Regions from separate parts of the Astyanax mexicanus genome. Here region 2 is linked to region 1. A link is a contact called in public Hi-C data. All regions are on one chromosome and are shown on one strand. Each heading gives the region's core, a stretch centred on a gene start, on an enhancer-like site or on the middle of the called end of the contact. The rest is flanking DNA. Distances are from core to core; before and after follow the strand shown.

The links. Hi-C and Micro-C count contacts between places; a contact is called where the count stands out from the background.
Region 2: a contact with region 1 is called in a Hi-C map of muscle, with 4 times the contacts expected there. The contact joins the promoter of arl5a here to the promoter of lmo7a in region 1. A contact is called at or near these places in 2 of 3 Hi-C or Micro-C datasets (blood and muscle).

What each region holds. Positions count from the first base shown.
Region 1 is chr11:28,876,747-28,879,764 of AstMex3_surface, forward strand. It overlaps lmo7a (LIM domain 7a), which reads right to left and starts at 1,625. Exons shown (of 31, transcript XM_049485334.1): 1 at 1,437-1,625; 2 at 1-83.
Region 2 is chr11:29,412,422-29,415,439 of AstMex3_surface, forward strand. It overlaps arl5a (ADP-ribosylation factor-like 5A), which reads right to left and starts at 1,440. Exons shown (of 6, transcript XM_007253479.4): 1 at 941-1,440. The coding sequence starts at 986.

The sequences.
Region 1 (3,018 bases), core at 375-2,874:
GTGTGTGTGTGTGTTTGTGTGTGTGTGTGTGTGTAGATTAGCTTCTTCTGAGTCTTGATTCACAAGTCTGCAGTCTGGACAACCTACAAAACACAACAGTTAGACATGTCTCCTCAATTTCCCCCTTAAATTTAAAAGTCCTGAACACTGAATAGACTTTCCTTTAAGGACATTACAAACAGGAGGGTCTGCGTTAACCCTTTCAGACCTGAAATAGGGGCGTATCGTACTTATATCGCCAACATTTTCAGATATCATGAACAATATTATACCCTGAAATATCGTGCCATATCACCCACTCAGGGTACTTTAGGGTACTCATTTTTTGCTGTTTTTATCAAAAAGAAATTTTCACACTGTTCTCATTTCCCATTATATATCTAGTAGAGACAGGTTCTTTTTGTTCAGTATCATTTATTTTACTTCAGTCCTGGATATATGGAGATATTTGGAGTGCATTATTATTAGTATCATGACATCTTGGATCATTGACTTCTGTTACAAATCTGATAAAATTCTTGTATTTTTTTAATATATCAGTTATATTGTATGCAATAATAAAATTTTATTTTCATTTTGTTGCAGTAGTGTATTCTTGAAATATATATATTTTTTAATTTAGTGTTATTGTTCTCATGAAAATACTGTAAAATATTGTTTTATTATTTTAGGGCCCTATCGCCCACCTCTAACCTGAATTATGTGCCAGGGATGGAAAAATATTTAAAAAAATAACAACAACACTGTTTTCTGTCTGTAATACACACAAAAGAAAGACTCTAATATTCGAATATAAAATCTATATAAACAATACATTCAATTAACTAAAAAGAGTAACAGTTTTTTTTTCATCTATTGGATTGCATCTATTTGATATGCTTAACATTTTTATTTTAGATTTGATATTGATTAATAACTTTTATGCTCACAAACCATCCTTAAACACTAAATAAAAAAACGATGAAAAGTGTGATTAGAAATTACATAAAATTAGTAAAAATTAGCTTTTTTTAATTTGCCTTTTTGGCTGTAGTGTTGTTTTATTTCAGTGGGCAATGGGCGGGGCTAAACTATTGTTTCATTGGCTTTTAAACATTTTCATTGGCTCGTCAATAGTCTATTCTGATAAACAACAGGTCTCAGTTAGTGTTATGTGAAACAAAACAGAGAAAAAAAAATAAGTAAATACATCTTGTCCACTGTAATGAACACACAATATGAAAATGTTAATCTGTGTCATTATGTTTCAGCAAGAGTTATAATTAGGCATTAGGCAATATTTACACTTTAGCAGTGAAAAAACAACAGTGCAGTGTAAGTTACAGCAGTCTCCTTTAATTTGGTGGTTAAAATCCTTTAATTAGTTAATTAATTTAAGCTGTATGTGGAATAATGAAGCACGCTGGACACACTCTGTCTCCAGTCTGAACTCTTACCTGTTCACAGCACTGCCCCGCCGCTCCTGCGCTCCTCACACAGCCCTTTAACATCACTATACCTCCACTAAACCGCACACCGCTGCAGGCCTCCACAGCTCCAGACACAGGTTACAGTACTGGTTTCAGAACAGCGACATGCTCTCCAGAAAAGTTTCCCAATTAACTCTCCTACAGCCCCGAGCTGCAGACCCGCACACCCGCTCTACTACTACCGCCGCTCAGCTCTCAGTACAGCAGCGGCACGCAGGCCGGGCTTCAGCACACTGCGCCCCCAAGCGGCTACACGCAGTTAACACACCACTGAACATTCTGAGGCAGGGGCGGGCAATTCGTTTTTCCGAGTGGCCACGAGAAATTGGAACTGTTTTAGGTCAGTGTAACATTTATCAGTTACATTTTCTGACCGTTTGAAGCTAAATGCAAAAAAATTGAATGTAAAAATTCATTAAGTTTTCATCCATTTCTGTGTCCCTCACAATCGGAATTTTAGAAAAAATAAAAATATATATTTTCTTTTTTAATTTCTGATTTTTCATTTTTTTTAAAAGTTGAATCATTCCATCAGATTTGACTTACAAAATACAAAAATAAAAAACATTTGAAAATCGAGAAAAGATTAACTTTTATTTTTCTTCTTTACTATACTGAATGGAAAAAAATAATAATGTATTGATTTTTTTTTTATTGTAAGTTTGTGATTATTTTGCTTACTTATGAATATTGCTCTTATTCAGTCTTAGAATTTTATTTTAACCTCATTTTAAGTGATTTAAACTCAAAATAAGCTAAATAAACTCAATATTTATGCTTATACATAAAATATTGACCTATAGTTACTACACCTTAAATACCTATAGTTGGCCATGCTTTTTTATTTTTAAATATTAATAATACTATATAAATATCATATACTATATAATACATATAATTAAAATTGCATGTCATAGTGACCAACACATCATCCAACAGAAATGTGTGTAAAATGCTGGTGTTTTTATATATATTATTTATATTGGGGGCGCAAGGATGGCTGCCTCTGATTAGCCTCTGATAAGCTTCATGAATATTCATGAGCCATAAAAAGAGGTACGCTCGACGAGACTTTAAATAGTCAGCGACCAGAGAAGTGTTTTTGATCGTGGTGACATATGGGAAAACAACGGGAAATCTATTTAGACTAGTAGAACACGTGTAAAAACCTGCCATGGCATTTTTTCCTGTCAGTAACAAGGAAAACGTTTAGTTAGGTGGTTGAATTCAATGTTTTTGCAGGGGGATTATTGGTAATCTGTTTTCTGATGGAATCGAAAACGGGTGGGAAACGTAAACGGGCGGAGAATAAAAACGGGCGGAGAATGAAAACGGGCGAAAAACGAAAACGGGTGGGAAACGAAAACGGGTGGGAAACGAAAACGGGTGGTAACAAAAACGGGTGTGAAGCGAAAACGGGTGGAAACAGAGATCACGCAAAGCGTAAGCGAGGGAAACAACAAAGGCTATCCTGGGAAGCGAGACAAACACACTAGAGAGAAGCACAAGGGAGGAGGAGCCAGGAAGAGAGGAGCAGGGGCGAAGCAGC
Region 2 (3,018 bases), core at 190-2,689, 540 kb after region 1:
ATGTATAGATCTAGAATTATTTTTTCTATTAGTAAAAGGAATTATAGATAATTGTATCTGCTTTGTTTTTTAAGCGTCATTACTGAAAAAAGTAAGAAAGTGGAAGATTCCTATAAAAATTATATGTGGTCCTGGTAATATGAGTAGTCAGAATGTATTACTAAATCTGATATTAATAGTTAAATTCACTAGTAAAATTTTAAAACAGCTTGCTATATAACATAAATAACGCTAGTTAGTTGGCCCAGTTTGGCTAGCTGACAAACTACATCATCGTGAGGACCATCTGAACTGACAGAATACACACTCAAGCTAAGCTCGCGAGTTAATTAGCTAGATGGTATCATTTACATGCTAAAAAACAGACGATATCATGTTGGCAAGTAATAAAAACACAGTTAACGCTATTGAATTGTTAGATTTTCAGACTTTAATCACATATATAACGTTAGTTAGCTAGATTAGCTAGGTTAGCATACGAGTCCGCTGTCTCAGTACAGCTAAAATGGGCCCGAACCCCTCTGGTGCTAAATGCTACCGATAGCTAAACGCCTGTTAACTGACCTCGGGTCGGTCATAAACCTCCACAGAGCCACAGAAACAGATCCACAGGTCCACACATAGCTTGTCAACATCAGACCAGCTAAGCTAGATAACGTGTCTAACTAGCAAGTTTAATAAACACTGATCAAGCGCAGTCGACCATTATTAGCTAGAAAAGCTGCCTGGCTAGCCAGCTAACTAGCTAGATACCTTTGCCCTCTGAGTGAGTGGTTTCAGACGCGTTTATGGAATTCAACTCACATCATATTAGCCAACAAGCTAACCAAGCTAGGTTACCTAGGTTAGGTAACTAGCTAGCTAAGTTAGCTTACGCTACCTACCCTACACCCCTCCCTCACCGAGCTCCAATCTGACATTACTGAAACATCTGACTTACCTTGGTGGTTAAAAAGCCTCCATAACTTGGTGAAAATGATTCCCATTTCGGTTGACTGGTTTCTCCGTAGGCAGTTTAAACCCAAATCAGTCTAAATCCTAGCTTAGCGTTATCTGGGTGGTAGCTAGAAGCAAATAAAGCCACCCAACTGAAAGCAAAACTGAGCTAAAGCGAGCAATCGGTGACAGCTAGCCAGCTGGGTTAGCTAACCTAGCTCTTTAGCTGGACACCGGGAGTATTTCCAAGACGAAACAGGAGAGACCAGTGTCCATATCTCTCTCCGACACCGCGGGGTCTGAAATGCTGCATACTTTATTTGCTGTCATAGCCTAGATCGATGAGATGAATGATAAAAACGGTAGGTCAATGAGAAGACTTAGCTTAACTAGCTAGCTTAGCTAATTCAGCCTAGCTCATTTTCAAATTGACGGCTGCTGTTCTGGCCGCTGTTCTTTTCTGCCGCAGCAGCCCTATACACACACAGAGCTGGAGAGGAAGCGCCAGAGATCCTCTACAGAGGAGAACACCCACTCGAGGGTGTGTTCCGGGTTTCACAGACACAAGAGGGCGCTCCTGAATGAGTCCAAAACGAGTAAGGTTTTTAACTGAACACAGAACAGTATTACGTTACAGTACAGCTTGCAAATGTTTCAAATATATTCAATTTATAAGCCTTTTAAACGTGCTCTGCCCGAATGTCCAGCATTAGCTCACCACACGTTTGGCACACAGTAGCAATGATGCTAGCGCCTTTGTTTTCCAAAAACCGTTTATTGTAGAAAAAATGAAACACATGTATAAACAATATGGTTTCTTCGCTGTTTAGCAAAATACTTCATTGTATTTTTATGAATTAAAGGAATATGAAGGACAAGTAGTTAGACATTATTTGTAATTATTGTTTGCAGAGGCGGTCTTTGCATAGAGGCATTGCTAGGCAACTGCCTTGGGCCCCTCCCACTGCAGCCCACTGTAGGGGCCCCATGACTAGCTGCAAACTTCCCATAGGCCTACAGCTGGTAATTGGGGCCCTTTGGACAGTAATTCACAGATAGTGAGTTCATAAATGGTGATTCTTGTATGTTTAAAATGGAAACAAAGACAACACAATAAATTACAAAGAAATACAGATTCCGTCCACACCCTCTCTTTCGCGTTAAAATTGAATATTCCATCCATGCCTTGTGGCCATGCCATGAATGCACACGCGCTGCTTGTGAAAGACGGAATTAAGGTGAAATTAAGTGTACAAGTGGGATGTGAGCGAAAAAAGAAGGAAGAGGCTAAACTAAAAACAGATGCTCTTCCAAAACTGATAAGCTTTTTTTAGTGTGTCAGCACCACCGGACCCGAATGTTTTGGTGGAGGAGGACCAGGAGGTGCCATATCGTCATTTATGACCCAACATCACGATGGATGGTAACCATTGCGATGCCACGCCCACTTTTTTGTTTTTCCAGAAACATGCACTTACCTTCTTTGGGTCTCCTTCACCTAAAACTTTAGCAGGGATTGTATGGAAAAATATCAAATCAGGTATATAACTTAAATGAATTAGAGTCAGGGATGAAAATTAAAATACCCTACTGCTATAAATATGCCTAATTGGCATATTATTCTATTATTTATTATTATTCTATTATTATTAAGATATTATTATTTATATCTAGGTTACAGCTTGTCTTCGTTTTTTTCTACATGTCTGTATTAATTTTAAAAATTTCATGTTATTCAGGCAAATAGAATAAGCCTGCTCTTGTGCGTCGGGAAACTTGCTCATTGGCAACCAGTGTTGGGCACCTTACTTTGAAAAAGTAATCAGTTATATTTACTAGTTACTAAGGAGTTACCGCACTATGAATGTAACTAGTAAAAGTAATTGACTTACTTTAAATTATGTAAATTCTATTATTATTATTAGAAAAATAACAAACGAAAATAAACCCAAAATGTTGACAAAAATATAATCTAACGAATTTTAAAACATAGAAACGAAAAACTTTAAAATGGTATTGATATAACATAATATAATATAACAGCTGCATCAAACAGTTTAGCGTCAGTCACAAGGAAAGCGC